Linked DNA regions of Pan troglodytes: region 1 is linked to region 2. The links are chromatin contacts, called in public HiChIP or PLAC-seq maps. All regions are on one chromosome and are shown on one strand. The core of a region is the stretch at or near the end of the contact, and the rest is flanking DNA. Distances in the headings are between cores, read along the strand shown.

Region 1 (5,518 bases), core at 68-2,567, 280 kb after region 2:
CATAGGCGTATATCAGGAGGAGGAGAGCGTGGCGCCTCGCGGGAAGAGAGAAGAGAGTGACAACGCGAACCCCAAACCACATTTTAATACGTTTCTTATTCCTCAGTGCCTCCGAGCCACCCAGACCAGGCGGGAGAGGTCTCCCTGAAAAGACAGCTTCGAGATGCCCGAGAGGGGGCTCCTGCGCGGAGCTGGGCATGAAAGTTATATCTTGTGTCCCCAGCTGGCAGAAAGCCCCATCCCAGTCCCTAGCGCCAGACGGAAAACGAAGAGAAATCCAAGCTGTCCCCCAAATCCGTATTTTGCCTAAGTTTTCCCCCAGCAAGGCGCCACTACCTGGCTCTGAGAACGAGGATGCATGCACTATGCTATGCTTTGGGAGAAGTGTCTGTGTGCATCTGGGCAAAACACCACGTGAAAAATAAACACCACCAAGCCTCTCAAACTGTGAACTGGAGGAAGGTCTTTCTGCCCCTTCTCATCCTATCAATTTACTTTCCATCCTCTCCTTGACCGCTTATCAATAAACCGCTTCCTTCTCCCGGACCTACTTCCCGGCCACCTTCTGCCTACTTTACCCCAGCGCTCAAGTCCCAACCCGTGCTAAGCCCCTCAGTCGCCTGTAGATCCCGTCTATTCCGTTCTTCAATTCTTCCCTTTCGACCTCTAAGGCAACCCAAAACTCCTTGACCTCCGCGCGCCCCCAACCCCACTTCCCAAGCAGGCCCAGGCTGGGCTCCAAGTCAGCCGCCTGCGCGGTTTTCCCGCCGAAACGCGTCCCCGGCGTGTGGGGCGGCGCGCGGGCCGGGCACTCACCAGCTGCAGCAAGCCAGGGACCACCACGAGGGGCAGCGGCCGCAGGCGCATGGTGCCGGCTGGCGCGGCTTTTCACGAGCTGCGCGCCCTCGCCTGCCTCTCGCGCATCTCCACTTCGCGGGGCAGGACTGAGGACGCCAGGGACACAGCGCGGCGCTTCCCTCCCGGAATCCGAGCGCTGCGCCGTGCCGCGCAGCTCTGGCCGGGTGGGCGGGCAGGGAAGGGGGAGGGTGGGCGGACCGGAGGTGCCTCTCCCGGCCCCCCGCGCGCCCCTCCTCGGAGGGGGCCGGCAAAGAGCGTGCGGGGCAGCTCGAGCTCCGGCACGCGGCGGGGGGCTTCAGTCGCGCCTTGGACTCTCCCGCTTGGCCGGGCTCGGGGTGAGCGCGGGGGGCGCCTGCGGGAGGGAGGCGGCGGCTCGGGCGCTTGGGTGATGGGTTCAGTGCGAGGCTGCTCTCCAGATCCGATCCCGCCGGACGGATGCCTGGCCGAGCTGAGCACGCCTGGCCAGCCGGTGCCCCAGAGCCCCGAGAGGCCGGGTGCCTCCTCCCACCCCCGCCCAGCAGAAGGCCGGTCCGAGAGGCTCCACTGTGCCAAGCGCCCTGCCCACTGACTGGCTCTCGCTTTGGCTGGGGAGATTGGGGATGAGGGGAAGAAAAGGTTCTCCCTGGGTGGCTGCAAGAAAGAGTGCGCCCGCCTGGAGAGCGCCCAGAGAGTTTAGGAGGGGAAGGCGATTGCAGAGTCCTGGGGCGGGGCGTGGGGGCTGCGAACGGAAAAGGCTGGGGCGGGGAGGTGAGGCTGCAGCCCAGGACGCCCTGGGAGAGTGCCCTACTCTGCGGCAGCGCCAAGCTCGCAGAGCCGCGGGTAAGGGGTACAAAGTGCGCCTGGTGCGGCTGGAAGGATTTCTGGGGTTGGGGAGTAATGGGGACCTCGAGGGACCAGGAGCAGAACTGTGAGAAACGGAGCTAGGTGATGTCTGGTTTACTCCGGTTTGGGGATGGTATAGACAGCTAGGTGTCCTGAAGACAGACAAAGTTGCTCCCAGACCTTCTGCCCGGGCTTTGGAGAAGCAGAATAATGGCAGGATACCCCACCACAGCCTCCGACTTCAGAAATATTGGAGAGGGGTATCTTTGAGGCCGGGCGAAGGTGCAAACCTGATGCCTGTGAGCCTCGACCTCCGTGTTAACAACTCACCATTGGAGAGATCCTTAACCTTTTACTATCTTTGTGCTGGACACTCGAGTGGAAAAATCAAAGGCAATGGGGCTCACAGACCTGCACTGTTTTTACGGTAGAACAGAGTTTGGGCGTCATTCGTCACTCCTTTATTGAACAGGTGGGAAACCTAAGGTCCGGAGAGATACATTCACTTCTCCAAGGATGAGACTTTAGGCAGTTGCTCCGACAGAATACCCAAGGCGGGAATGTTTCTTACATCTAGAAACGCAAAGCTCTTAGAGAAGAAAACCATGTTGAAGCAAGGGAGTAGAATTGCAATTGATTTCTAGGCTTTAAAAAATAAACCCAACAAAAAGCACAGATTAAGTTGTAATTTTTGGACAAAAAAAAAAAAAAAGTTTCCTTCTCCTCTGCTTACCACCCCCACCCCAAAATAGAAATGAAGGAGGGTTGTTAAATCTTAGCGGTTGAAGCAGAGCAGCCTTGGTCCTAGGTTTCAAAGGCAGGAGGATTGCTTTGACTAGGGCAAAATCCTAGTATTCCTTTCACTGAGTGTGCCAAGATTGTGCAGATGGGGAGGGAGGTTATTCCAGAGTGTTCTGGGATCCCAGTGTGAATTTGAGAGTGTGTTGTCCTTGAGCCTGCAGGTAGGGTATCTTTCCAGTACAACTCCATTTCCTGTAGGGAGGGAGAGTGGCAAGCAAGGGGCATGCATCCTCCCTAAACCCTTGCTAAGCCTGACTGGGGGTTCCATGGTAAAGGATGCACCAGCTGCATCCCATTTCTGCTTGATCTCAGACTCTCCTTTTGCCTTGCAACAGACTCAAAAACAAAACCACTATTTGCATATCCAAATCTATATCTCACACATTCCACTCCTCATCCCTACAAAAATTCCCTCTTTACCAAGGCTTAGAGCCCTGTTCTACCAGTTCTAGTAAATTATTCTGTCCCAAAAGCACAAATAAGAGGATTTCAAAAACTGGAAGGATCTCTATTGGTTGATCTTGCCCAACTTTGCGTCCCTGGATAGGGCTGCATCTTATTTACAGACAACCTTTTTGAAACAAAACGGACATAATAGGAAGGGTTTTGCAGAAACAGAGGAACCCCTTTCTGAAGAGGTACAGCTGGAAGAGGAGAGAGGCTAACCGCTTTGCAAGAGGCACTACCTCATTTAGACTTGGTGTCTCTGCCTGAGCTGAGCTGACTCATCTATAGAGCCAGAAGGTGAGGTCCTGTCTCCATTTGGTACTTTGGTAGTTTGCCATTCAGCTATCACAGGCTTTGTAAATGAGGAGGGCATGATTTAACACATTATTGAAATAAATAACAAAGTTGTTTAATTACTGGAATAGTTCACTTTTTTCCTTCAATTTGTTCATATTTCTTAGATCATTTTTGTTCTTTTGAGAAACTACATAAAGTTTAAAAGTGGAAGTTAAACTCAGACATGTGCCCTAGTAACACTAAGTATTCTTACAGAGAAACATGCTGAGGGATGTTGAATTCCAAGTTAAAAGCTAAAAAACACTAGCGAACTTTCGTGCCCCAGTGATCAGGCCAGGTAAAAGAGAAGCCTAACAGCCCCACTAACCTAAGTCTGGCATTACTGTGTTTATTTATAAAATAACTACTGATCTTTCTGGATTCCTCCCAAATTTTGCTGTGCAGACTACAGTAAAGAGAAAGAAAGAATGGAAAGAAGAAAGGGAGAGAGGGAGAAGAAAAGGATGAAGAGAGGCAGAAAAATAGAAGTATTTAAGACATTGTCCTCCAGCAGCATGCAGTCTGAGAAATATGCAATAAACAAAACACAGCAGACAATACAGCAAAATATAAGTGCTGTTTAGTACAGCTGGAGAAAGGAAAGATCATTGTAGGCCAGCACGAATGCTTCTTGGAAGAGGCGAAACGTGAGTTTACTCGGTTTCCAAGAATGGCCAAGATTAGTTTACATGGGAAAAAATGGAGGAGATCATTCTGTATGGGAGAAACAGAATGAGCAAAGGCAGAGTGGAGGGTTTTTATAGGGCATAATTGAGGGATGAACAAAAAGCAGCCCAGACTGTGACTGGAGAAAATATGTTGAGGAAAAGTGAGAAGAAAGTTAGGTTATGGGCTGCGCTGTAGAGATCTGGGAATGCCAAGCTAAACAGTTTAGACGTAATCTGCAGGAAATCATGGAGTCATAAACCTTTTTTGGAGTAGACAAGTCATGCATGAAGAGGCATGAAGATATAGAGGTGGAATGAGGAGATGGTCATGGTAGTTGGAAAGAAAGGAATAGAGGAATAGGGAGATGTGGGTACAAGGGCAACAGTGAAGAGTGAACTGTGAACAGGAACTGAACTTGGGGTTTGAATATTTTTAAACTTTTCTAGCATAGTAGAGGAGTGTTTTTTTTTTTTTTTATCACCGCTTTTTCTCTTTTCCAGTCTATTTAACAACTAGAGAATCAGATCAGTGCTTTCTCATTTTGAAAGGTAGTCTTCACAGTGTGAGGGGAAAAAGAATGGTTTTTTTTTTCTCATACAAACCCGTAGTAGAAAGTGGGAGCTACCAAATTTTACTGCCACGTGATCCAATTGTAGTCTTTTAAAAGCAAAGAACATATCTAGGTTTATGTTCAATGCTTTGAGATCAAATTTGTCAACTTATGGCTCATCCAGACCATTAGTTTTTTCCAGTGCTTTCCCTCTGTACTTAACTTTCTCATCCTGTACTGTTCATTAGTATCATTACCAGAAAGTGGAGAAGGAAATAGTATGCATTTCAGAGTTTCAAGTGAATATTAGATAGTGTTCAACTTTCTCACTTTACAGTTAAGAAAACAGGCCTGAAAAGTTCTGTGACTTGCATCAAGTCACCTAGAGATGCTTGGGCGGATCCGTAAATTGATTCAAAGGCCTGAGATTCTCAGTGCACTGCCTGTTCCAGTTCATTACTCTGCCTCAGGTATTTTCCAATTGGCCAGCAGTTATAAAAGTTTTGATGTAGTCAACAAATGAACCTCTAGCTAATAATAAATGTGACAATGATCTATGAATGCTAAAAGCCTCAGGGTCTACCTTATAATCAGGAAAACAGGTTTGACTATAAGGAGCCTGAAGCATTGATCTGGCAGTAATTTTAAAAGGGTATGAGGGAAAGGGAATGATATGGCGTGAGGCTACTGTGCAGCCCTCAGACTCAGGATTCCAGAACATGGTAGCATTTACCCCAAGGATAGGGGAAATTCTCAGGAAGGCTTCCAGCTTCTCAGACCTCTGCAATAGGAAGCTGGTGGGGTTTTTGGTAACAATTCTTAACAACTGTTATAAAATCCCTTTGAGTGGCCACTCTTTCTTTAGTGATTGAGTCACTTATTTAATGAAATGTGATGCTGTATTGTATTGAATCTCAACACCGATTGCATAATAGAATCACACGGAACTTCAAACATCACTGAGGGTGGGCTTGAACATTGATATTTTTCACCCAGGATATTTCAACATACAGCCATGGTTGGGCCCTACTACTC
Region 2 (5,923 bases), core at 1,707-4,206:
AACGGCTGTTCTGATCATCTTCACTAACTGCTGACATAATTATAGGAAGTAGAACTTCCAAGTTGGCCATATACACTGAGGAGTATAAATAGTTTCCTATAGAAAATCAACAATAAGTAGCAAAATAAATATGCAAAAGTTATATGCATGTTTTTTCAGTAGGCTTTTAGGCAGGACAAGTTGGGTGATCCTAATGGTTAATGCCTTAAACGAAGCAAGCCCAATACTGACCTAGCAGAGGCAAACTGTGCTCTACACTAATGACAAAGCTGTTATTTCTCTATTTTAAAAATTTATTTACGGCAGCAATAAATGAAAGCCTATCATATCTCTCTAGTTTTCCAATAGGTATCCAGTAAGTAGGAAATCAAATTAAGAAGGTAGTTCTTTAGCAGACTGGTAATAAAGCATCAAGCTTTAGTAAGCTTTAATCCAAACTTACTGACCATAAAACCATCTTTTACTTTGCTAAGCCATCACAGTTTTGTTAGCATTACTTACAAGCCATATTCACTCTTACTATTTACTATCATTTTATTAGTGGGTAAAGTCATTGAATACTGCAAGCAAGACAGGAATGGTGTGTCCTAACACTTAGGGTAAGGAGATCAAGCCTAGGGAAAAGACTCTCTGAGAATACCCTGAGGAGCAATTTGACATCCTTGTGGTGGAAGTTTATTGAATCAGTTCCCAACTTCAGCCCAGTCAACTGTGAAGGGTCAGCATCACTCTTAACTTCCAATTGGAAATGTACTTGATGGACTTATAACTTAATTCTATGAGTGTATTATATTTACTAGGTGTCTTATAATTTTTAATTATTGGAAGAGAGGGGGTGACATACTACGAAGGGATTGAAAGAGCTAAAAGGCTTAGTCAAAAATTACATGTACTTTTTGCTGTATGTCACATACCATAAAGTTAACACGGGTGCACAGTGAGTATAGCAAATCGTTTCAACTGCTCTTTGCTGGTGTTTGGAGATGGTTAAATGTTTACACAAATATTTCCTCTCTCCACCAACTCTTCCCCCATTCCCTAATGCTCACTTCCACTTCTGTTTTTTAACTTTTGGAGTTCCTTGATCTGCATAAACATTCTACCAACTCAGCCCAAGGCAACTTTGAATTTTACGGTTACATTGCTAATTTTATCTTTATCTGAAAACTTTTGGCACAGATTTTGTCTTAAAGCACGTTTTGTCTTAAATAAGTCAACAGGATTGCTAATGTAAGGTCAGGTGCTAATCCCAGCACTTTGGGAGGCAGAAGTGGGAGGATCACTTGAGGCCAGGAGTTTGAGCCCAGCCTGGGCAATATGGTGAGACTCTGTTTCTACTAAAAATACAAAAATTAGCCGGGCTCACGCCTGTAGTCCCAGATACTTGGTGGCTGAGGCACATAACTGCTTGAATCTGGGAGGTGACCCAGGATCGCGCCACTGCACTCCAGCCTGGGGTACAAAGCGAGATCCTGTCTCAAACAAACAAAAAGAAAAAAGAAATAAAAAAGACAGCTAATGTAGTATTAATTTGAAATGAGGGGGATCTGCCTGTCCAGTATTCAAATCCCAGTAACCTCTGGATGAATTACTTGCCATTTCTAGTTCTTGTCGCTTAATTTTAAGATGGAAATGTCTACGTTGAAGTTTTAGAGAGGTTGTTGAGAGAATAGAGATGATACAAGTCCATGCTTAGAATACTCAGCACATAGCAAAATAATAAATATTTTCCCTCTGCCCTCTCTCTTTTCTTGGAAAGCCAGGTAAGCAATGAGAAGTTGGTTTATGGCCAGGTGTGGTGGTTCACGCCTGCAAATCCCAGCACTTTGGGAGACCAAGGTGGGAGGATCCCTTGAGCTCAGGAGTTCGAGATCTGCTTGGGCCACATAGCAAGACCTCGTCTCCACAAAAAATTAAGATTACCTGGGCGTGGCACATTCCTGTAGTCCCAGCTACTTGGGAGGCTGAGTTGGGAGGATCACTTTAGCCTAGGAGGTCGAGGCTGCAGTGAGCTGTGATGGCACCACTGCACTCCAGCCTGGGTGACAGACAGCCCTGTCAAAAACAAAACAAAACAAAAATTGCTGACGTATGCACAGTTACAGTAAAAAGAGTTGGGATCCTTGAATGACGTTCATGTCTGTTCTGGCAAAGCCGGGATTGTTGGTCCCCTAAACTTCTTTAAAGAAGTTTACTCCTGGTAGCTCGATTAAGTATCTTTGTCCCATGGCCGTGGGGAATAAAAAGTTCAGTTGTCACCCCCTTTTTAAACTAAATGTCCGAAGAGACAAGGCAATCCCATCCTCTCTTCACACATTTGTGCACGTGCAGCTTTATTTCCCACCGTGCGGTCCCAGGAGGCCGCCTGGTCTTCTGCACTCACTTCCTAGGCATCCCTGGCCGCCCCTCGGCAGGCTCTCCTTCTGGCCTGAGACTTCCAGCTGAGCCTCATCCCCTCCACCTGAAAACTGCTCCATGGGGCACTTCATCTACCTGGAAAGTTCTCGATTTCCAACTGGAGCCTGTATACTGCTGGTTGTGTCTCAGCAGTTATTACAGCTCTGGGCTTACAACGGGAGCTTAGCAAAAGTTCCACCCTGGCTTCCTAGACTGCTACAGCTCCAAGAAAAATCCTGTGCGCACAAACGGCCGCCGCCTTTGGCGTCTCCCGCGGATTAGACCAGTTAGGAGGTCTCAGCAAGCTTTTAGGCAGGACAAGTTTTACGCCTGGCCAAATAAGGGTCAGGCTAAGCAAGGCGCCTCCGTGCGCCTAGCCAGAGCGGTGCCGGCTGCGGAACCTGCCCCGCCGGGAGCCTAGTGCCATGCAGCGGCGGCGGCGGCGGTGGCGGCTTCCCAAGCGCGGCGGCAAATCCGGGCCCGCCCGGAAGTGCCCGGCGCTGGAGGAGGGAGCAAGGGCCCAGGAGCCGCCGCCGCCGCCGCCGCCGCCGCCGCGCGCACGCGCCCTCGCGGGCTGGAGCCGGGGCTGGAGTCGTAACTCGGAAGCCGGAGCCCAGACGGGCCCGCGGCGGGGGGGTGGGGGCTGCGCGGGGGCGGGAGTGGCGGAGGTGGCCGCCCCTGGCGGCGGGTTTGTTTATCCCGGGGAAGAAGTTTAGGAGCGGGAGATAGGGAAGGAGGGCGGGTCGGGGAGGAGGGATGCGGTTCGGCGGAGGCGGCCGCCACAGGGACTTGCCGCCATCACCCCTGCTGCCACCACCGCAGCCTCGGGCTCCCAGGGCCGACACGGCCGCCGCCTCAGCGGGAGAGGAGTCTCCACCGGGACTGACCGCTGCCGCCCAGCACGTCCAGGTAGGCGCCCCTTCCCCTCCCCCCAGTCCCCGCGGCAGCCCCAGGCGCTTGCTCCCCTCCCCCGGCTCTCCGTAGACCGGCGGCCTCCTGCTCGCGCCTCACTGCGCCCTCTGCTCTCTGGGTCCCGGACCCCTGCTCGGGCGGCGAGCTCCGGCCTGCTCTGGGGACTACCTCCCACGCCCCCGGACCGCCCTTCCCTCGCGCGGCGGCGCCACTTTCCCCGGGGTTGCCCCCAATCCCTCCTTGATTTCCCAGCCTCCACCTTCCAGGATCCCCTTTAGTTTTACCCCCGGGCCTCGCCCCTTCTTTTCCTCTGGCTTCCCTCCTCCTCTATACCTGTATACCTCCACGCCTGCCCCTTTTTACCTGAGTGCTGCCCAAAGGCAGAAACTGCATGCTCTGCCACCGCGCAGCGTCCACTTTCATACCTCCTCATCCCGAATACAGACACTTGAAACTCTCGTCCCTGTTAGCCCATTTTAGGCAGAGTTCTCAGCTCCGCAGACCGCTCAGTACCTCCAGTCCGGTGGTCATGCCTTTAACCTCTCTTTAACCTGCTTTCTAATACATTTTTGCTCATTTATACCAGAGTACATCAAGCTAACCGCGCGGTTCGGGATCCAAGTCTTCAAAGAGCCCACTTGTATTCCTGCTGCTCTCCTTTTTCCTAATTCTTTTTGAGTCAATGTATTTGTATATTGATTCAACATAACAGAAAAGGGAAGGTAGCATTTTCTCTCTCAAAGCAGTCACACAACCCAGTAGAAATAAGATTCACCATCTGCTTATCCTAACTTTCGCTTGTCTCTTTGCTGACTGAACTCTGTCATTCAGTGATTCTTTCCAGGCTTCTGATGCTTTGTCTATTTTTGAATAATCTTGGGCCTAGTTTGACCCATTGTGGTACTCACTTTCCCACTTGCAATTGAATCCACTGTTTCTTGGACTAGAAACTGACAGAGGTAAAAGGTTCATACCTTGAAAAATTACATCTGCCACAATGAGATTGGTGGAATATTTCAAATTACCATTTCATCATTCTTGTGAGAAATGTTGCCTAGTGGTTAAGAACTCTTCTCTAGAGCTCAGACTAGTATAGTTGCCGGGGTGTAAACCCTTGCTCTGCCATCTACCAGCTTTGGCTTTGGGGAAGTTACTTAATATTTCTTCGCCTCAGTATACTTACAGCTGTAAAATGGGGTTATGATATTACATCACAGGATGGTGCTAGTAATTGCACAAGTAAATACAAGTAAAGTACTTAAAACAGTACCTGGCACAGGGCAAATATCTGATAAATGCTATCATCACTTCTTGGTTTGACTTGATCTGGCTTGTGGGTAGATTAATTCTAAGACAGGAAAGTGGGAATGGAAAGCTACTTTCTTATTCTTTGACATTTAACATCCTTTTTTGATATAGATAGCATGTATAATTTGTTATTGTATAAATTAATTCCTTCTGATTTGAAAACTACAGGGTTTTAGCCCACCATTTTCAAGGCAGCTAACTACCAAGCTACAGATAGGTCAGTCCTTATTTCAGATGTCTATTTGGAACTTCTACAATTTTACCTTTGTTTTGAGAATAAACAAAGTGAAAGTACTGTGTATAACAGATTCATCATACTGGAAAATGAGATTTTACAGATAAAAATTTTAGTACTGTAAGTTAAATACTCAAAACTGGTGGTATTCTTCATACTCATCTGACCTTTATCTTCAATCAGTACTCGAGATAGAGCTTTGGCTTGTCTTCATTCAGAAGACTGGTGGCCGTTTTCTCTTAATGTGTTATGTTCATTCATATTCACATGTCTTCTTGGCTTGGTGTTTACAGAATTTTACTCACTTTAAAAAATGCTGACAGTTTTTGCCGTATTTGCTTACCTCTTGTGCACTGTTGCTTACTTATTACATTTTTAAAGGACTCACATTAAAAGATCTGAATAGATATTACTTTTGTGTTGTTTTAAATAGTAAAAGTTTGAAATCACTATTTGCTGTCCTAATTATATGTAAAAATATGTACATATGTAACTATCAAAATAAAAATGTTTTTCCATTTATGGTTTAAAATCATTCTTGTGCCACCATGGAGCATGTTCCATACTTGGGGGTGACACTGTTTTTGGTAATGCTGTTCCCTGACCTAGAATAACCTTTGCTCTTTCTCCTGCATATCCAGGTTCTACCTGATTTTCATCTCTCACTGCTTCCACATAGTTCCTTCCAACATTTAGTTTCTTGGCTTTCCTAATGTCTATATCTGCATTTTTGGCCATGAATTTATATAAACAGTGCAGGTTGAAGAAAAATAACTCCCCTAGAATCAGACTTTTAAAGCTTATAGAACTTTGAAAGGGTGGGATAAAATTGACATTTAACATCTACTCTATGCCTGGCACTATTTCTTGGTTTTGTAAATATTCTTTCCAAAAATATTTAATGAGCATCTACCATGTGCCAGGCATTGGGGATACATGAGAGTGGCCCTTCTCAACCATGTTTCTGGGTGAAAATCAAACCCTAATGCTCTGAGGCATCTAAGCTATGTAATGAATTATCTCATCTCCTGTGCACCTAGAATAGTACTAGCTATGTACCGTTCTTGAGAG

The links. HiChIP or PLAC-seq counts read pairs in DNA pulled down with a chosen protein or histone mark.
Region 1: a contact with region 2 is called in an H3K4me3 HiChIP or PLAC-seq map of stem cell-derived excitatory neurons, with 6 times the contacts expected there. The contact joins the promoter of NXPH2 here to the promoter of SPOPL in region 2. A contact is called at or near these places in 1 of 7 Hi-C or Micro-C datasets (stem cell-derived neural progenitor cells) and 1 of 1 datasets of contacts at active chromatin or transcription factors (stem cell-derived excitatory neurons).

The regions. Positions count from the first base shown.
Region 1 is chr13:40,828,933-40,834,450 of NHGRI_mPanTro3-v2.0_pri, forward strand. NXPH2 (neurexophilin 2) reads right to left here and starts at 1,318. Exons shown (of 2, transcript XM_001156594.7): 1 at 817-1,318. The coding sequence starts at 867.
Region 2 is chr13:40,546,613-40,552,535 of NHGRI_mPanTro3-v2.0_pri, forward strand. SPOPL (speckle type BTB/POZ protein like) reads left to right here and starts at 2,957. Exons shown (of 11, transcript XM_001156481.7): 1 at 2,957-3,306. It overlaps LOC129143307 (a long non-coding RNA gene), which reads right to left and starts at 2,938. Exons shown (of 7, transcript XR_010149731.1): 1 at 2,494-2,938; 2 at 1,924-2,055.